Regions from separate parts of the Danio rerio genome. Here region 2 is linked to region 1. A link is a contact called in public Hi-C data. All regions are on one chromosome and are shown on one strand. Each heading gives the region's core, a stretch centred on a gene start, on an enhancer-like site or on the middle of the called end of the contact. The rest is flanking DNA. Distances are from core to core; before and after follow the strand shown.

Region 1 (7,588 bases), core at 5,041-7,540:
GTTTTGTTTTTGTTTTTTTTTACTTTTATTTATAGAAGTTTTTTGTAAAAACATAACACCAAGTAATGTATATATGTTAAGAAGTTTATCTCTGTGTTATTACCTTATACTAACTAGAACATGCTCTAAAACACTAGCAAACAATACAGCAATTATACAGCACCATCAAAAAACCAAAAAGAAATTTCAGCCAGACTGAGGGAATAAGAAACAAAATAAAATGACATGTAAAAAGGAAGTGGAGGAAAAAAAATGATTACCAGAAAAAATTATTACAGAAACATTATTAACTTTTACATCTAAGGAAGGGGCCCCATGTTTTTTTCATACAACTTTTGTTTGCCAAATCTAGAGAAGCATAACATTTCCAACTTGAGGGCAGAAACCATTTCAGCTAACCATTTAAAAAAATTTGGAGGTGTCGTGGATTTCCACTCCATCAGAATCACTCTCTTGGCCAACACAATACCAAACTTAAGGGAGAGTTGTTGATGTTTAGGCCAAGTTAGAGCCTGGTCTGACCATCCAAACAATGCTATTTCAGTATCGATTTTTAAGTCCATTTCAAAAGCCTAGTAGTAAAGTCCGAAGATACTTTTCCAAAATTCAGATACTTCTGGACAGGAACAAATACATGACCATAGGTGCCCACTGCGCCTTTGCATTTATCACACAGAGGAGAGATAGAAGGATACAGCTTATTAAGTTTGGCTTTTGTATAGTGCAATCTATGCATCACTTTAAATTGTATGAGCTGTAGTCTTACTTTTATAGAGCAAGAATGAATACGACACTTTCCCTCCTCCCAGGTAGAGGATGAAATGTCAATTCCTAATTCCCATCTTCTTTAGTGTTCAACAGAAAGAAGAAACTTCTGAAGGGTTGAAACAAGGAAAGGCTGAGTAAATGATGACTATTTGGGGGTGAACTACTAATTGAACAAAAAACAAAACGAAGATAAAGGTCATATACCAAGCAGTTTAGACAGGTTTATGTGCTAAAATATTTTAAGTATTATAATATATGATTTGATTAAATTAACATTTTATTAGTTGTTAGCAATTTATTCTTCATCTTCAAAAACAACGTGTTAGTCACACTTTCCATAAGCTTCCATTAGTGTTTATTACAGGAATTAATATTATATAGTAATAAGAGTATGAACTGTTTGTGTAGCATTAATGAATCCTGGTTCAATATTTATTAAAACTCAAAATTGTTTGTTAACATTAGATAATACACTGTGGTTAACATGAACTGACATTATTTTCTTTACAGGTGCTGTATGTAAGTTTTTGACTCTTCTAAAGCATAAAAATACCATAAAAGGTTTGCAGATATTTAAGAAACATGCCAAGTCAACATTCTTGTTTATCTGAAAAACAATGGTGGGGTCCGTTCTTCGTACGTGGATTACTCAGTTAGCTGGATTTGGATATTGACGATTTGACACGATCCAGGATCGTTTCGTTCTTCAAAGCTGATCCGAGAGTTGTTGTCATAGCAACAGTTCTGCTAGCTTAAACCTGATCGGGAGCAGGTTCAGTTTATATAAACAGGATTAGATCGGCTCAGTTCAAGCAAAGATAATAGAGAAGGTATGTACCGAATTCTGATATTTTCTTACAATAGTAGTTATATACACTTGGGAAAATAGTAACTATTTTAAATATATATATATAAAGTTGTAGTTATTAATAAAATAAATAAAGTTATACATATTAATAAAACTTATGCAATCTGCACTCTCGAAATGAAAGTACAAAGACTGCCACCTGCTGGTGCAAAGAGAAAACATATGAACTTTTTAGATCGCTTTAGTACAATTTGTGTATAATAGAAATGCACAATGTGTGACTTTTAAAAAGAAAATAATTATACATTAATGCAGTCATAAACATGTTTTGACAGTTAATATGCCAGTGATTATGCTTAACAAAAGTTGCAGACGCCTTTACCAATATCAAAATGCTTTTGAAAACATCGTTATTCCATACAGCGATTAAAAAAACGGCTATTATAAAAAAGAAAATCTTTTCTAAATGTAGAACTAAATACACTGATATGCATTGAAATACATGATGAATACACTTGACACATGAAAGAGTAAAGCCTGCAGCTCACAACAAATGTGGAAGGTTATTGGGTATCATATTTAACAAGCCGTTTACTGCTAATTTGATGTAATTTTGCTCACATGGATAATTGAATATTAATCAGATGATGTCATCACGCTGCTGTGCCGTCAGCCAATCTTTGCACTGATGATCATGATTTCGAGGATCGATAGATCTGTCCTTCACAACACACGCAGCGATCTCAGATCAGTTCATCTAGACATTCTAATCTGATTTGCGAACTTGTTTGAAGAACCAAATTAGCGAGAGATCAGTTATCAAGATTAAAAGATCCAGGATCTGCCAAATCATCTTAGATCATTTAAGCGAGGTACGAAGAACGGAACCCTGAAGTCAGATATTCTGCTTTAAAATGTGTTTTCTGTGCAGGAACGCTGTCTTTGTTTTGGTCATTTTAATCTGCAAAATGCCAGTTTAGCCAATCATGATTCAGCACCCCGATCGTGACAGAAATGTAACCTCAGGTGGACAGTAGCAGACTCTGAAATGAGACGCAGATTCAGAGGTCCACATGAGGTTATCAATTAGCAAATTATATAAATCCAGGAGTGCAATACCTAGTTCAACCACTGGGTGTCAAACTTACATACAGCACCTTTAACATTACCAAAGACGAATAAATACATGTTACATCTTCATGTTAATAAATACCGTAACTAATTAAATTTTTTTCAGTAGGTCCTTTCCTCACCTACTGGCATAACAATGTAATTGCTACAAGATTCATTTAAAGGATCTAGATCAGGGGTGTCCAAACTTGGTCCTGGAGGGACTCCGTCCTACAGATTTTAGCTCCAACTTGCTTCAACACACCTGCAAGGATGTTTCTAGAATGCCTAGTAAGAGCTTGATTAGCTAGCCCAGGTGTGTCTGCTTGGGATTGGAACTAAACTTTGCAGGACACCGGCTCTCCAGGACAAAGTCTGAACATCCCTGAGATAGATAGATAGATAGATAGATAGATAGATAGATAGATAGATAGATAGATAGATAGATAGATAGATAGATAGATAGATAGATAGATAGATAGATATGAATCTATTGAATTCCAATATAACATTTTAATTTAGTAAATGTCTTTTCTATTTGGGCCTCTATGTTATGTATAATAATAATAATTATTATTTTACCAATATATGTAGATGTTTCTATTGTTTTACCAACTAATTTGTTCCAGGATCACGATGTCCAGGAGGACAAAATCTTCCTGCTGTCTCTGCTCATGGCGGAGATGGGGGTTCATTCAGTGGCCTACGCTTTTCCCAAAGTGCGCATCATCACCACCGCCGTCGACAAGAAGGTCAACGATGAGTTTCACATCATTCCAGGAATAGGTAAGAAGAGCTCTATCATCACCCACAAACAAAACATTACGCATTCAGCACCTCGTAATCAACATCCACTGTGTTGCAGGTAATTTTGGGGACCGTTACTTTGGGACCGATGCTCCTTCAGACTGCTATGAAAGCGATGAGGGAATGGACTACTGAGGTTATACGTGAGCGACTGTATCCGCATGCAATGGAGAAGGGAACTTTTAAGCACTTAATCTCTTGATTGCTCTATTTAAACATAAGCCTTAGCCGCCTCTTGCTGCTGGTTTGATTTGCTACACACATTCAATGCAGGCCAAAACATCAACAGATCCTGATTTTGAATATTATTTGACCATTAGTGACGCTACAATTTGAACATTTTTCATTTGAAATGGGAAATGAGCGGACTTATTTCACTAGTTTCTTTATTGGTGTGCTTGAAATGGTGAAACTGTTTTATAGTATGACTATACAGTTTTATACTGTGCAAATCACGGTATATAAATAATTGCTTGTGAATGTGAGATGACTTCATGTCATCTTGTATGGCGTACATGTGCATTTGAAGTGTGTTTTTGAGCAAATTATCCGAAATGAGGAAACATTTACCTCTAGCTCAAGTTTCATCTGCCTTTATTAAAGCATTGCTAATAATTTGCATACATGTTACAATATAGAATCTTTGTAAAATTTGAAGATATTGTTGCTTTACTGCATTACTGTAGCTCTGATTGTGAACAATATTGTTTTCTTTTTCTAATTCATTCATGTCTTGAAGGCTGAAGTGGATGTTAAATGTCTTTTCTATTATTATTATTTTTTGTTGTATATAAAAAATGTGGGAAATTAATGAAAAAATTAGTCCAAAGGATTATTATTTGCTTATCATTTAGCACTACAGTGCCACAGAGAGAACCCAAACTAGGTTTAAAATTTGAATTGCAACCATTTTCTGTTAAATACTTGAATTTTAAAGAGTGTATAGTGTTTATTTATTTTTTTCACTGCTTTACTTGTCATGACTGATTAAGTGGCATTGATCAGCTATGAGAAAATTTGAGAAATAATTACAAGAAACTTTGTGAAGGTCTTAAATCAAAAGAGAGATTGAATCAGCCATTGCTTTCGATAGTGACAGTAATCATATGCATAAAACAATCTGTGATACACTTAAGTTTACATGATCAAACAATAGAAGTTGATCACAGCTTCCACCTAGAGAGGAGTGTTGCACGTTATTTAATAGAAAATTGATTTGTCTGTTTGGTCCCACTTGTCAAAATGTAACTCGGAAATGTACATCTTTGTCTCAGGACTCTTAGTGTAATATGTCTTATTGTAGTTTGTGCTTTTCTATTTTAACTGACCTGTTTTTGTTTTGTGTACAGTCATTTTATAGTTTGGTTATGGCTGATTTTAAATAAGGCACAGTCAAATCTCAGTTAAGGATTCAGATTTCACGACCTTTTGCCATTTAAAATACCTTTCTTCTCGGTATATCTATCGAAAAATGTGTAGTAAATGGTGTGTGTGTGTGTGTGTGGGATTCTCATGGTTTATCCGTTTACAAGCTTCAAACTGACCTCCAGAGCTGCAAGCCATTCCACTTACAGTATGAACATTTTGTGTCTCTATTGAAAGCGCAATAAAATATCTTGTGCTTAACTAAAACTGTTGCTTTTTCTCTTCAATAATGTCTAAGATTTGAATATTTAAACTTATACTTTACACTGCATGTCTTTTATAGTGATTTTATAGTTGATTTATAGTTTGACAGTAATTTTATAGTTTGGTTATGTGGTATTTTAAATAAAGCACTGTCAGATTTCATTACATTTTGCAAGGGGAAAAAAAGATGTTTCTTTATTTAGCTCTCGAAAAATGTGTACAATAAATAGTTTTGTATGAGTGATTCTCATGGTTTATCCGTTCAAAAGCTTCAAACTGACCTCCAGAGCTGCAAGCCATTCCACTTATAAACATTTTGTGTCTATTAAAAGCTTAATAAACTATCTTGTGCCTAACTAAAACTACATTTACTTTTCTCTTTAATAACTGGTCAACGATATGATTATTGAAAGTTATACTTTAAACCAGAGATGCCCAAACTAGAGCCCGCAGGCCAAAGTTGGCCTGTACAGTGTGAGAAGAGACTGATGGGATGGTTCGGGGCGATACTTGATATAACAGCGTTTCTAATATAACAGCGTTTGTTGATTGTTTAATCGCTGAGCTAAACTAAAATGTTTCAATTAAATGTTATAAATGATTGATGTTAAAAATGTAAATACTGCCGCTCTACAGGTAGGGATAGAAGACATCAGCGAGACATCAAATCAAGGCATAAACGGATAGAGCTTGACTCGTGTAATCGGTATTGAACTCCATTCTGTTATAAATGGGATTGTTTTTTAATGTTATAAATTCATTATAATTTTGGTTAAAATGTACATTAGTTAATATAAAGCAGTATTTTAAGTTATTTTAAAATGTGATTGCTTACCCATGGTATATTTACCTTGGGCCCACAGCTTTTTGGCCCTAACGTTACATAAGAAAAAGTTTGGGCATCCCTACTTTAAACACTGGTTTTGTGTGGTGTTCCCTGTATTTTTCAAAATAAAATTCAGTTACTCGATGCTAGTCGACATAAGTTAATCGATTAGACATATTCTTTGTGATGCTTAAAAATAATTATTTTAAAAAATAATTTAAATAATTTTTATTATATTAACTATTTTTAATAATATCAACTAACTTCTTGTCTGGGGTTTCCGCTAACGATAATGACTTTTATTTTGAAATAGTAAGCGTTGTCTTGCTTCACACAACGCAGTCGAGCATCACCTTATGTTGACTTGTGTAAAATGAGTTGAATCGGGTCAACATGGACTAGGCTGAATGAGTTCAGTGTTTAAAGTCACATTTTATGAAGTTCTCTCTTTTCTTTTTTCTTTTGACTGCTGTGTTTGAAAACAGGAGTCAACCTGCTATAATTTCAGCAACTCCAACATTTCTTTAATACATTGTTTCACATCTCTTTAAGTGAAAAGGTGAGAATACATTTCTTTTAACTTCTTTAGTAAGTCGAACTTGGGTCACGAGATGAAACTAACTGTGCGCGAGTTGTACATTAAAGCAGCGTTAATGCTTAATTATAGTGTGCACTCTGGAGAAGACAAGAAGTTGTATTTACCGTTAATATGGAAAAATAAATATATGCAATGAATGACACGTTGTTGGTGTTGAATTTGAATATAGTAGGAAACCGAATTACTCTTATCCAGTTCTTTAAAATAAAATATTTGTTTTATTTTTAAGATTGAATATGTATGGTGCGGCGGCCACGCGCACTGCACGCGCCTTTGATCAGCGTGAGCGCGCTATTAAATGACTTTGAGGAGCACTAACTTTCACGGAGAATATTGAATTAAGCCAAATAATTATAGCATTTATACAAGAGATTAAAAATGACTTTATTACCCTGATGTTACCCTGATGAAGGCAGACTTCTGCCGAAACGCGTTGGTTTTTAGAGATCTAGCCATGTGAATAAAGGCTTTTTAATTTTTTCACTTTACTCGAGTGCCTTGGACTGATTCTTGTTGCAGATTTGATGAATCCCTTACCCAAAGAGCACCGACCATACATTTGAACTTACCCCAGAGCGCTTTTTGTTTTGTTTTTTCTGAATTAAAAATGACTTACTTACAATTCCAGGATTCACTTAAGAAAGCACTCAAAACATCTTTCTGTTAAACAATGAATGTTAAAAAAAGAGAATATTAATTACACTTTTGTATGCTGTGATTGTAATTGTTTATTAACCTTGTAACTTTATCGCTTTATTTCATTTCATCTACTTTGTATTGCTCTGTTTTTAGTTGTTTTGCACTAATTAAATAAGAAATCCTATCTATGTAAACTGCACATAAAACGTAATAGATGTTATTTGGGGGGAAAATAGTTTAATATTGTTTTTATGCATTATTTTATTTCATAATATTTACAGTGCTATATTTATTTAGTTTTTCACTCATTTATTTATTTTGTAGTAAATTATATTGTTTATCAAGTTTGTATTTTTGTGAATTTAACAGAAAAAACACATTCACACATTTATATTTATTGTTT
Region 2 (7,164 bases), core at 2,621-5,120, 170 kb after region 1:
ATAAACATCGAGAAACTTTTGAGATAACAGTGATCTCAGTGTTCCCATAACATTAAAAAAATGTTGAATAAAGAATTTATACCGGAGGAAAATGCTGATTTTATTTATTTATTTTTACCCAGAAATGAGCAGCAGCATTGACCCGTAGTGTCCGGTCCACCAGACTGTCAGGGGCTTCAAGAAAAGTGTATTTTCCTGATACCATTCCAGCGTTATTGACCAAGATTGACACATCTCCAACCTCCCTTTTGACCTGTTGAAATGTTTTATTAACACACATGTTATGATATTTTGTGTCAAATTAAATTGATTAACTGATATATGTACACCATTTTAAAGGCAAAGTGTCTACTTTAATATTTTCCATAAGTTTTGTGAAAATAAAATGGCAAAGTAATGGCAAAACAATGTTCCATTGCCATTTCAGTGTGAGATACATTTTTGTAAAAATAACACACTTGTTCTGACATGTACTTATTAAAAAAATTAAGAATAAGTGATCACAGAAAAATTGCATATGTTAAACTTCTTGCTGTATAAAATCTAAAAATAGTGGTGACGAAAATAAACATTTAAAATCACAATTAGTAAGTAGATTTTTTACTATAATACAGATATAACAATGCAACTTAAAAAAAAAACGCAAAGAAAAATATCAACACAAAACAAGGGAGAAAAACGGGGAAAAGTAAAGGGAAAAAAGCTCAGATTATATATAAAACAGGACTACCCCAAATGAAGCAGATCAGAGCAAGGGCTAAATGCATTAATTAATTTTCAGATAATATTGGTACAATAATCTTTTTAATATGATAGGGCAAAGACAAGTCCTTGAAAAACTTTGAAAAAAATATTCTGTTTGTTTGTGTAATACATGGGTAAGATGTTCAAGGGGAATTAACCCAAATTATCTTCTGTCAACCTAACCAACCAATTAAGTAAAACATTTTCTGGCGCCAAACGTTAATATATTATACAATTTCTTATTAGCTGATGACAAAATGTGTCCATTAGGTAATCAAAATCATTGAAACTGGGTCAAAATTCAGTTGCATGTTAAAGATCCTTTCAATTTCCCCAAGCACCAAAGACTACCTTTACATTTGACCACATACAATGTGCTAAAGTACCCACATCAGTTTTACATTTTAAACACATTATTAGAAGGGTGAATTAGAAGGGTTAAAAAGATGTCTATGGTTAGGAGAGATATGGAGACTATGTATTATTTGGGAACGAGCACCTACAGTGCTTAGGCCCTTTTGGAATTGCTCCATTTCTTCTTCTTATTCTTCCGCGGAATAAATTGCGATTTTGAGGGCCTAAACGTGCTCGAAAACTCACAAAACTTTGCACACACCCCAGAAATGTGAATATTCACATTTGATATAGGTTTCGGAAGTGGGCGTGGCAAAATGACTCGACAGCACCACCTTTGCACTTTTGATGGACTGGCCAACGAACTGCGGTTCATGCACACGCACGAAAATAATATTTTTAACTTACTGCCCCGAAAAAGTGGCATTTTTGCCATTTCCAGGCATTGTATTTTAACAAGTTCCTCCTAGGAATTTTATCCAGTCAACACCAAAATTGTGTTTTGTCACCTTAAGGCCTTGGCGATGTTAAATTGCAAAGATCTAGAGTTTTCGTAGAAGGGTGTGTCCTTGGCGGCCTCACAAACTTTGATGATTCGCCGCGAAAAAGGAAGTTGTTAAAACATGCATTGTCTGATCTGCCTCAAAATCCACACGTATGATAAAAGTCCTGACTTGAACATGTTTACATGCCAATATCCAGTCACAGATATAGCACCACCTGTTGACAGAAGCAAGTTTGGCAAAAATCTGTGATTTTCTCAGGCTTTTATATATATCGACTTAAATTAATATTGTCTGCTGTTCTCTGTCATCCTAAGGCCACCAGGCGGTGGTGAGCCTGGGTGCGAGGTCCCTTTCATCGCTGCTTGCAGCTTTGATTTTATATTGCATTTCTCTAAGTCAGCCATTTTTAATTGTCATCAAATGGGTATTTTTGTAAAAATATTAAAAAAAAAAATTAAAAAAAATATGTGATATACTTTTTTCAAATCTAAAATATGTTATATTTATAAAAATGTTAGAATTATAAAATGTTAGAATTGTCTCTATGTCCCAAAATTTATAGACCTGACTGTATAAAAGGAATGAAAAAAATACAAGAGAACAAATACGGAAAAGGAGACAGCTACAGAAATTAATGATTTGTAACAGTCAGAGTCTTAAGAAGAGTCTTTTTTATTATTTTAATACTTAAACTTTTACATATAGACTCATGTAACTTTATATTAATTATACATTAATTACATATTACCACTTCAGCAACTCTGTAGACCTCACTCCTTCGGCTGCAGTCACAGGTGTAGGCATAAACACGCACATCTAGTACTTGCTTCAACTCCTTGGCTGTCTTCTCCAGTGCCTCCGAGTTTATATCCCACAGAACTAATGTTGCTCCATAGTGTCCAAGTTCTTTGGCAATCAGTTTTCCAATCCCATTTGCAGCCCCGGTAACCAAAACAATCTCTCCCTCAACATCTTTCTTGCTACGTGGAATAAAGAATCGAACGAAGGCTTCAAAAAAGTAAAAGACAGCACCAAGAATTAGCTCAAAAATGTCTTTTATGAACCAGAGGTGGTGCAGTATTTTCTCAAAGCCCATAATGACGATGTCTGTAGTCTTTTTGGAAGAGAAATCTAATTTCACATTGCTGGTGATTATTTTTTATGCAGTTCAGTAAATCTTGATCTCAAGTACAGCTTGTTCTTCGGGGTCTTTGTATGCCATCTGTTGGTTTCCAGTCACAATGCATTTGTTTGACCTGTCACCTAGAGTAAATCAGAGTTAATTTTAGAAGTTGCATGTGGTCACATTATAATGATGCCACATGTATGAGGTTATAATTTTATCATGAGGAGCTTTTTTGCTTGATTAGTGTGTATATTAAAATTCAGGGAAGCCTATCGACAGATCACTTGAAAATTCTAGTCTTCCCTGGATTTATAATTTAGTTTTGAGCAAACTGGAAAAAGTTGACTCAACCTAAAATTGTATGGAAATTTGTTTACTCAACTTTACTAAACTAAAAAATGTCCTGAAGCCGGTTGCCTTAAAATTTGAAGTTGAGTCAACTTTTTTACAATGTACATTTTGTTTTTTTCTTAAAACTTATGTTTCTTGATGCCAGTTAGACTTTCAGAGCATTTTATTTTACATTTAAGGTAAAAAAAATTGTCATGTTTTAAGATATTTTATGCTACAACATGCTTAAATTCAGAAGAGCTAAGAAATCAATTTTGGGTGAAATAACCCTGATAATTAATCATGAAAAAAGCTATTCTGAATTATTATCATTTATCATGCTTTAAATGACACTTTTGTATTTTAAATTGAGAAGAAACGTTTTCATGGTTTTCACATATTTATGCGATCCCACAAATATTAACATTTTGCTCAAACCCATGTCTAATATAGGAAACTGTGACTCAGAAATCAATCATGCTGACGCGAATGTTCCCGAATAATTTCAAGTTGTCACGCATATACGCAACACCGTTAAATATATATTTACCTTTACGACCAGCTTTGTTACGGGTTGGGGATGTAGCTCAGTGGTAGAGCGCATGCTTTGCATGTATGAGGCCCCGGGTTCAATCCCCGGCATCTCCATGAACATTTTTTACGAGCTAAAGCTATTAACTTGAACAAATACGCAATCGCTACATACAACTATTCTTGTCGAAATGTCGAAAAAAATATTTCCAAAAACAACGACAGTAAAAAAAGTAAACCACGTGTCGTTTACGTAACTACGTCATACGCTCTTTCCTTGGCGACGGTAACCACGGGGAAAGCTGTGTTTACCAAAATGTCTGCAGCCTGACAACTATTATGGCTATATCAAGAAATACGTTCTTTTAACTGCCCTGAGTCTTATTATAAACTTGAAGTATGCAGCTTAAGTACATGAAGACTCTTTTAACGCCTCAGGTAAAATATTGACGACGTTATTTAGCGATGCTAGCTAACGCTAACTAGCTCTCGGCGGTCCGCTATTTGTAGTCATGATGACTCTTCTTACCTTAGCAACACTTCGAAGATTGTGTCTTGTCTGATTTAAGTTAGTCGTTTACGTTGTGCAAAGAAATATTAATAGATAGCATATTCTGAGTGCTGTTTGAATCTGAGCAAAATGATTACAAGCCTCTACATTAATGTGTCTGTTATGGCTTTTCTTTAGGATGGAGCTGCTAAAGTCACCTGTATGGCTTGGGCTCCAAACAATGCAAAGTTTGCAGTGTGCACTATTGATAGAGTGGTTATTTTGTATGATGAGCAGGGAGAGAAAAGAGACAGATTTACAACAAAGCCTGCTGACCCAAAAGTAAGCTCTCATCTCGTTTTATTAGCATTTTTATATACAAAAATAATCTGTGTTCTGCAAATGTACTTAATTACGTATCTAAATTTGGTAAAGCCTCCAGGAAAAACGATGAATTAATTGCGTGTAATTTGTTGCAGTATGGAAAGAAAACCTATGTGGTCAAGTCTATGGCATTTTCCCCTGATTCAACCAAGATAGCAGTTGCTCAAACAGACAACATCATATTTGTTTACAAAATTGGAGAGGAGTGGTAGGTATCTCTGAGAACAGCTATTAATTATTCACATGTTCTTGTTAGTTACACTTATGGCTGGGCCAATAAACGATTTATTTTTTTACTCTATATTGATCTAAGAGCCAGTCACACAGAAGAAATGTTCAACAATGGGAATCTTAAAGTGTGTTGATATTAGAAATGTATCGAATTTTTGGCCATCGAAAATTTTACGGCCGAAAATATGTTGTTACATTTAATGGACCCTCCAACTTTTGTGACTTGAGTCATTGATGGGGTACCCTTTTAATTCTGGAAGTAACAACTATCGAAATCTATATTGTTATTGGAAAATAATTATCGAGATTGCATGTTTGCCACAATTCACAATTTGACATTTTATTTTCACAGAAGTTTTAAAAAAATTTAAGTGGACACTTTACTTTTATCAATATGACACTTTTGTCATTTTAAGCTGCTGCAGACATATTTTGGTTGGTGTTCAGTGTTGTTTTATTTTAATCATATGCAACAAATTGAAATCAAAAAAGTTATTCACCATATGCCATATTTCTAATATTTTTTTATTTCAATTAAAGTGAAAAGCTGTGCAATACCCAAACCACAATTTGCATAACCATGCCGTTTTCATTTTTAAACCAAATGTGTTCTTTTTCAGGGGAGATAAAAAAGTTATTTGCAACAAGTTCATTCAAACAGTGAGTATTTTGATAAATATTAAAATTAGGGCTGCACAATATTGCAAAAGTCTGACATGGCAACGTTTTGTTTTGCTGCAAAATATTTTGCGATATGAATGTAATTTCACCAGATGACTTAAATAACTTTAGAAAGATTTCATTCATTTAGATCGACTAGGGTGATCAGGTCTTTTTCTTTGCCGTACAACTGCATAAAATAAAAAATAATTAAACATATAAAAATACAACAAAGGACAAACAAAGGATCAATAAACAGTGCTTTATGGTAATCTGACCTAACAGTATTCAAATACAAAAATTAAATGATTAAGCTTAAAATAACTTTGTTATCGAAATGTATAGAAATATACAACGACGACTATGATCAAATGATATGTTGTTCAGCTCTAATTAAAGTACATCATTGGGCAGAAGTGTCACATATTTTGTGCATTCATTTTGCTGTTGTACCCTAGAGTGCTGTTACAAGCCTGGTTTGGCCGTCTGAGCATGCAATTATATTTGGACTAGCAGAAGGAAAAGTAAGTGTGATCATTTTTCTATGCTTTGCACTTCAGCTGAATTCCCTCTTTTGTCAGTATTCATTTTGTTGAATAATGTTATCAATTTTAGGTTCGACAAGCTAATACAAAAACAAGCAAGTCCTCAACAATCTATGGGACAGACTCTTATGTTGTCTCACTAACCTCAAAGTATGTATTCGTATTTAAAATTGCTATCCTGTGACTCTCACTTCATTGTCCAAGCAGCTTAAATTGGTATTGTTTTAGTATTATTTATAAACCATTAAAGTATTTAATTTTACTTTGCATTCATTTTTATAAAAACTTTGATTGTTTTATTTACACTTTAATGTAATGTTTTTTTTAATAGTTTTTTCTTTAATATTTGTAAATGGGTTTATATATATATATATATATATATATATATATATATATATATATATATATATATATATATATATATATATATATATATATATAGAGTATTAGTAATTGCACTTTAACTTTTTACAATAATTCTGTTTGTTTTTTCCAATTTTCACAGTGTATCAGGAAAGGGAATCCTTTCCGGTCACGCAGATGGAACGGTGGTTCGGTATTTCATTGATGATGAAGGATCTGGGGAATCTCAGGTAAAGAACTGTTTTTTATATACATTTAAAAGGTCCCGCGAAATTAAAATAAAGTTTTTTAGATGTCAGTATCGATATTGTTATTTTTTTAGGATATCTATAAGCTAGTGTGCTCCAAAACAGTAATACAATTCGCGTTTAAAAGATATGAAACTGATATAAACATGTAAGGCTTGCAGTTTGCAGATTGCCTAAATGGATCAACAGTTTTTCACTTCACCTCATACTTCAGTTTCTCTTCAAATTGTGATTAAATGCTCTCTAGGATCTGGCATACCTCTCCCCCTTCAAGATGCATCACATTTGATCCGCTGGCAGAGGGTTGATAATGCAAAACACTATTGACTGTTTTATAAAAACTACTACAGTATTAACTGTTTTAGTTGAGATTATGTCAAACATCAAATAAACATTCACATTTCAAAGCACTTCATGGGACCTTTAAATACATAAAATACATGTGCATTTAAAACATGCATATATATATATATATATATATATATATATATATATATATATATATATATATATATATATATATATATATATATATATATATATATATATATATATATATATATATATATAAAAATGAAAAAAAAAACTGCTGATTATAATCTTTTTTTTTCTGATTGATGACAGGGCAAACTGCTGACTCATGCATGTCCAC

What was found. A called contact is a pair of places that touch in the nucleus more often than the background predicts.
Region 2: a contact with region 1 is called in a Hi-C map of hematopoietic stem cells, with 2.7 times the contacts expected there. The contact joins the promoter of ift172 here to the promoter of mpv17 in region 1. A contact is called at or near these places in 3 of 18 Hi-C or Micro-C datasets (caudal fin, hematopoietic stem cells and an unstated tissue).

What each region holds. Positions count from the first base shown.
Region 1 is chr20:41,945,718-41,953,305 of GRCz12tu, forward strand. mpv17 (mitochondrial inner membrane protein MPV17) reads left to right here and starts at 6,291. Exons shown (of 8, transcript NM_201165.2): 1 at 6,291-6,507. si:ch211-243j20.2 reads left to right here. Exons shown (of 16, transcript XR_012396007.1): 15 at 3,316-3,472; 16 at 3,552-5,125.
Region 2 is chr20:42,113,755-42,120,918 of GRCz12tu, forward strand. ift172 (intraflagellar transport 172) reads left to right here and starts at 3,871. Exons shown (of 48, transcript NM_001002312.1): 1 at 3,871-4,029; 2 at 4,280-4,423; 3 at 4,561-4,673; 4 at 5,317-5,356; 5 at 5,815-5,880; 6 at 5,972-6,051; 7 at 6,407-6,494; 8 at 7,137-7,164. The coding sequence starts at 3,991. It overlaps si:dkey-221h15.4, which reads right to left and starts at 2,879. Exons shown (of 6, transcript NM_001386238.1): 1 at 2,353-2,879; 2 at 119-253. The coding sequence starts at 2,700. trnaa-ugc (transfer RNA alanine (anticodon UGC)) reads left to right here and starts at 3,637; the gene lies at 3,637-3,708.